2 separate regions of the Zea mays genome follow, and region 1 is linked to region 2. The links are chromatin contacts, called in public Hi-C maps. All regions are on one chromosome and are shown on one strand. The core of a region is the stretch at or near the end of the contact, and the rest is flanking DNA. Distances in the headings are between cores, read along the strand shown. Region 1 has its middle 24 kb from the start of LOC100192564. Region 2 has its middle 11 kb from the start of TRNAP-CGG.

Region 1 (3,143 bases), core at 287-2,786, 270 kb before region 2:
CAAAGCGTGACACAGTTAACTACGAAACAAATAGTCCTTAAATTTTCGCACGTTACGATCCCTAAGAGCAGACACGTATCGAACAAAGTGCGTGTACGTATACAAAGGTAGATTTTTCTGGGTATTTCATAGAGGCGCCTTGTCAGGGTACAGGCATACGCGCGCGTACATCACAGGTAGGGGTGAACGATTCGGGTTACCCTAAATTTTTGGGTCCGATAATTCGGGTATTTAAAATTTCGGGTTTTGAGAATTGATACCCGAAATTACAACAGATTTTACAATACCCGAAAAATCGGGTACCCGGAATTTCGGGTTCAGGTAATTTCGAACTACCCGAACTGTTGTGTTGGCTTCATAAAAACACAAACACCTTATTAAATTAGTATAAAAATATAGTTTAAATAATGATATACATGGACATATAAAACACATGCAATTTACAATCACAAGTTATGCACATTTACACATAATTATAGATGTACAAATTAATAATTAAACATGACATGAGTAAATGACACATGAAAGTTCAGATATTTCGGGTTACCGATTGTGATACCCGAATAACCGAAATAAATTCGGGTTTTGCAAGTTGCTACCCGAAATTACCGAACAAAATTCGGATTTCGGGTATTTTGGGTTTAGATTCAGGTATTCCAGGTTCGAGTTTCGATATTTTTTTGCCCAGCCCTTGCGCAGGCACCAATAGAAGAGAAAATGACCGCCTTACCCCACGCACTATGCATGGGCCTACAAGTACGGGCCGGCCCACAGCCAACCATGTTGTCCTGCCGCGGGCGCGACCACCTCATCAGCCTCATCGCAACTGTCCGCCTCAGCTGGGGACCCACCCGTCTCGCTCTGCCGTTTGGAGTCGTTAACTGGTTACCCACGCCATGCACACCAGCGGTGGCGGTAAATATACACACGTACGCATCCTGTCAGTGGCGTTCCGTTCCTGCATGCATGAAGGCAAATCAAACATCTTTTCCGATCTATATAGGTAGCTGACGCAACTACGCAAGGATCTTAATTGTTGGCCAGCGCGCAGTAATGGTAATGAGGTAGTTCATTTTATCACTCCTTACTTTTTTTTTTCGTTTGCTTTGTATAATAGAATGAGTTAATCTATCACTACATTATTCATCATAGTTAAAAATGTGATCGTCCCACCAAATTTAATTAATGAACCCATAATCTATCTTATTTTAGATAAAATAATTCATCAAACAAACACCTTATATATCTCCACCACGGGCGTTGTACACAGGCTGGGTGACGATGGCGGCTGTCCGGATAGATAGAGGCACAGAGGAGGTACAGATGGCCGTAGGCATGCAGAGCGGACGTGCGATATGTGTGTCACGGCGCGCGGGCCGGGGGCGATAGATAGATGGCGGCGAGCCGCGAGCGGTTGCGGTACAGATGGCCCCATGCATGCAGCGCGTGACGGCGTGAGGGGGGCCGGGCGTGCATTGGCTGTGCAATACGTGTGTGTGTGTACTAGCTCCGACGGGGAAGGGGGCGATAGATGTCAGCGCAGCAGCCCGGCCCAGTTCGTTGTCCGCGCCCGCCCTGCCCACGGCGGCAGGGGAGCAGGGTACGTGTCCGCCGCGCTCGGCGCAGGCCGGCCGTTCCGTTTCACCCACCTCTAGGTAACCGCGCTCCCTGTTTTGTCCGCATGCATATGCCCCGGTTCGTCAATTTCCCCCGCGTATGGCCGTCTGGCCATATCCATGCATCACCATGGCCGTCCGGCCCGGGGCCCATGCTGTAGAAGGGCCGGTACCGGAAGAACCACGATCGCTCTCTACCACTGATGATCTGCTACAGACCTGCATACGATACGTACAGGTGTACGCATGGCAGGATTCGTGGATCGTGTAAACCGGCGGAGTAGAGTGTTAGAGAGAGGTGGATCGATCGAGTCTTTAGAGGTCGTAGCTCTCGCGCCGTTGCGTTTCGTGCTGGGAGAAGGAAAGGTGTCAGCAGATCGGCCAGGGGGTAGATGGATCGTAGATACACACATGCGTACGACATGGCAGTACATGCGCCACCAGCCCTTCCTTTTGTAGGCTCCCCTCGCTTGCTTTCTCTCCCTGATCTCTTTCTGCATCTGCCGCCAGTCAGCCAGGGCGTCCTCCCTCTCCGCCGGGCCCCGTCCCTCCCTCCAGCCTCCACCCCAGTACCCCACCACAAAGGCACACACACTCGGCCGGCCTCTTTGTTTTTGTTACAATATTTTGTGACCAATCCACTCCAAAGAGCGCGACGGTTTCTCCCCAAGGGACACATCCCTTGGGGATGCACCTTTGCTTGTATATAAACAGAATCTCCTCTGCAATAAAGGACATCGCTGTCATTTGTCTCTCTCAATCTCGTTACCACGGAGTAGATTACAACACGTTATCAGCACTGCTCGCGAGATCAGAGAAGAAAAGAAGAAAGAAGCTACTCTTAGCGGAAGATTTTTTTTCCGGCGATGCTCCCAGTGCGCACCGGTGATTGACCGAGGAAGCATGAAGGCTTTCAATCATAATGCAAAAGAACAACTAAGTGGGATGACGCCAGGCAGGAACAAAGGATGCCGCTACACACGCCAAAAAGAAAAGGAGAAGCATACAGCGACGCTTTATTGTCCACATCTAGCACTATGAATCTACAGCAAGTCTGTAAGGATTTATTATGTGTCAATCGTCTCGATGATTTCATTCATGCAAACAATGGAATTGCTGGCTACGGGGCTTCGCACGGGTGCAAGCATTGGCGTCAGGGCCGCTGGACGCTGGGCCACGCCCGCGCAGCGCGCTGGAAGGCCTCGCCCGCGCCATGGTCGGAGGAACACTCGCCCTGGCCGGCAGAGCCCGCGCCGGGCCGCCGTGCCCGCCTGGACGGGGTCGTGCGCCGGTTGCCGCGCGCTGCCGGGGCCGCTGCCGCCGGGCCGCCGTGCCCGCCTGGCCGGGGCTGTGCGCCCGCGCCGAGGCCGCCTGCCGTCGACCCGAGACTGCGGTCGCGCCCACGCCTAGCCAAAAGAGGACGCCGAGGCCGTGAGCAATTGGGTCGCGCCCGCGCTCGCGCGTACCATGGCCGGGCGGCCGCGCCCGCGCTGCGCCATGCGCAGCCGCCACGCCCGCTCCCGCACC
Region 2 (3,148 bases), core at 245-2,744:
AACCATGTTTATATACTTATTTTATGATTTACATGCTTCATATGCTTTGTGTTCTCATGATCCATATTGTTATGGATATTTTTGAGATCATGTTATCTATGTTTGATTATCTATTATATGTCATCATCATAATGTTAATTTATGGAATTAAAATGGTACGGAAAATGCCTATAATTCTAACAGAAATATGGATCGGATTTTTAGGCCAGCATAAACACGGTTAAAAAAAACACAAAGCATGGCTAGACACAAAATAATATAGATCGAGCTAACACGCCTCGAAGACAGGCCTAGTCAGACCTCAAATTTCGACCTATCGAGCCCTAGCACGACACAACACAGTGGTGTCGGGCTTGGGTCTGCACGAAAATAACAAAGCTCATATTATTTAATTTTTTATTTAGTAAGTTATGGACTTGTGGTTGTAATATTTAGACTTTATACGGTCAAATTATGATTATATTATTTAATATCATTAATTTAGTAGGCTATGAACTTTATTTAGATGTAATATTTATATTTTATAAGGTTTAAATATATGGGTCGGACTTAAGCCGGTACGATCCAATGAAGACGCGCTCGTTCTTTAGAACTGGACTGGACCACCATTTGTACTCTTTAGATTGATACAATACGATCAAAAAAAAATAGCCTTATAAACCTGGGCGCATTTGACTCAAATCACTATAGAGCCGGACCAAACTAGGCCGGTCCAATTCCCACTTAGGGCTTGTTCGGTTCTACCCCAATCCATATGGATTGAGGGGGATTGAGGGGTTTCAATCCCTAGTAAGTCAAAATCCTTCCCAATTCGTATTAATCCCCTTCAATCCATATGGATTGAAAATAACCGAATAAGCCCTTAGGCTTTGTTCATTTCATCCTAATCCATGGGGATTGAGGGAGATTGGAGTGAATTGAGGGGAATTTTAACTTGTAGGGGATTCAATCACTCTCAATCCCCATGGGTTTGATAAAAACGAACAGGACCTTAGCTGTGCTACTGACCAACCAGAGCCCCGCCGCAGTCTGGAGATATGTCACTACGTCAGGGACCTCGTTGGCTCGTTCACACCACCACGGCCGACGGCGCCGGCCGATTGATCAGTGCGTACAAGAACACCGGATCTGCGCGTTTTCTTGCCTGATTGGTTCAAGTTAAAGGAGGCGTACTGGTAAATCAGATGATCCGGTCAGAAGGACGTACGGTTGGGGCCTTTTCAGCGTGAACGCCATCACATTGAACTCTCACAACGCAGCTTGGTCAGGGAAGCCAAGCTTTTGGGAATTGACACCCAATTAATCTCCCAGTAATCACTGCAGGCCGGCGTGCACCTCCGGGGATGGCAACCGGGGCAGCGTTCCCCGCCACAAAGGACCATGCAGCGGCAGGAGGAAAACGAAACGCCGTGGAGAGCCAACGCACGAGAGAAAGGCACAGCTCGTCCGACGGCTGAGGAAGCGGTACATGCCGTTCTGCGCGGCGTCGCAATCGACCGAGCCGCGGAGGTATGGGAAGGCCGATGGCGATAAGCATGGGACGATAGCGCTGTTGCCCAAAGACTACAAGAGAAAGAGGAACATTATAATGAAGATACAGATGTGTCATGTGTGTCTATTTGCTGAATAATCTTAGATCCCTCACCCACGTATGCTGCCTCATACATAGTAGGGTTTTTTAAGCTGATGTCCTTAGTTTTGCTGATGTTCTTAATTTTACTCTTAGTCGTTTTTTTTCTCTGTTTTGTCCTTATGCTCTATAGTACTTATGCTCTATAGTACTAGAAGAACAAAATTGAGAAAAAAACATGAATAAGAATAAAACTGAGGACGCCCTAAAAAATGAGGGCACCAGCTTTAGCCCAGCACGAAATAGGCACGCAGGTCCAATACCACACTTGCTTAGCTACTCTATATTTACAAGCCCAAGAAGCCCAGATCCACATCTTAAAAAACAGCTTGCCCTTAAGCTGCGCTCTTGATATGAAAGTAGCATTCTAAAAATGATTGTAGCCTGCAGATCGCAAGTTCCAAAGAAAAGGGGGCAGGGCATCTCGTTGTCTCACAAATTCGTCCACCAATTCTTCCATGAAATGAAGAATGACAGGCCCCTGTACTGTGCTGTGATTTATGTGATTGAACACATGAACCAAAACATATATGTTTCATGCTCTCGTATTTCCATTAGAATGCATATGCCATTCATCAGGTCTAGCCTCCGGAATGTCTTGTGCAGGAGGTAGCCAATGACAGAGATGAGTCTTAAAAGTGAGAAAGTACATCTTGCAGCTAGCCGCCGAATGTAAAAATCACAAGGAGGCCAATCAGACTCGTTATTGCAGAACCCATCTAAAAGGATCAAAATGCTTAGAGCGAGAATAGGTGTTCCTTGGATTCTAAAACTTATGCAGCGGATTAAATCACGGGTGTAGTAATATTGTACGGTTCTATTTGCATCAAGAAAAAGTACGGTCCTAAATAAAATTTATGGACTTATCCAAAAAAAATGATGAGGACTACATTTTCAATTTCAGAAAGTAGCGAACTAACTAAATTATGAATTACAATGCTCAAATACTTTTTTTACCAAAAGGGTAGCGCCCCCTATTTCATTAAGAAATAGAACGATATAGTTTTTACAACCAACACAGGTCACGAGGCCCGCCACTCAACAAGGATGGCTACATCCCAACAGAGCAACGCCAAAAAAAAAGGGATCAGGGATCTGTGTTACTGTTACACAGAAATCCAGACTTACAAACCTTATTTAGATCAACTAAGTCTTACCAAACACTTACTTAATTGTCTACCGCCGATCACTCTCAACTGCCTGGAACTAACCATAACTGATCAAAGGCAAGCTTACTGACAACACACGCCTAGCAAATCAGAAGACCAAGCAGATTGTGAGACAGAAACACAGTCACCTTGTGATACTTCTTGTCACCGGAGCCCACCTGTGCGCGATTAAACACCTCTCTTGTCGTCTCTCTCATTCGCTTGCTTTCTGCCTCCAACGTCTTTTTTGTTCTCCCTGTCTGCATTAGTGCCCAGTTATCCAAAAGAAAACAACACATAAAGATTACATCAGCGGGGTCATTATGGAGCTTTTTATTAAAGCAAATGTTTCTAATAAATTCACGCAAAT

What was found. Hi-C and Micro-C count contacts between places; a contact is called where the count stands out from the background.
Region 1: a contact with region 2 is called in a Hi-C map of bundle sheath, with 1.6 times the contacts expected there. The contact joins two enhancer-like sites. A contact is called at or near these places in 2 of 25 Hi-C or Micro-C datasets (bundle sheath and ear).

What each region holds. Positions count from the first base shown.
Region 1 is chr10:136,278,809-136,281,951 of Zm-B73-REFERENCE-NAM-5.0, reverse strand. No RefSeq gene overlaps it. Among protein-coding and RNA genes, the nearest start is that of LOC100192564, 24 kb to the left of the region's middle. Within about 2 kb of position 1,536, at least 20 of the 20 cell types and tissues checked have an H3K27ac peak or open chromatin away from gene starts, as enhancers often do. A contact at or near this core is called in bundle sheath, where this site is marked.
Region 2 is chr10:136,006,922-136,010,069 of Zm-B73-REFERENCE-NAM-5.0, reverse strand. No RefSeq gene overlaps it. Among protein-coding and RNA genes, the nearest start is that of TRNAP-CGG, 11 kb to the right of the region's middle. Within about 2 kb of position 1,494, at least 14 of the 20 cell types and tissues checked have an H3K27ac peak or open chromatin away from gene starts, as enhancers often do. A contact at or near this core is called in bundle sheath, where this site is marked.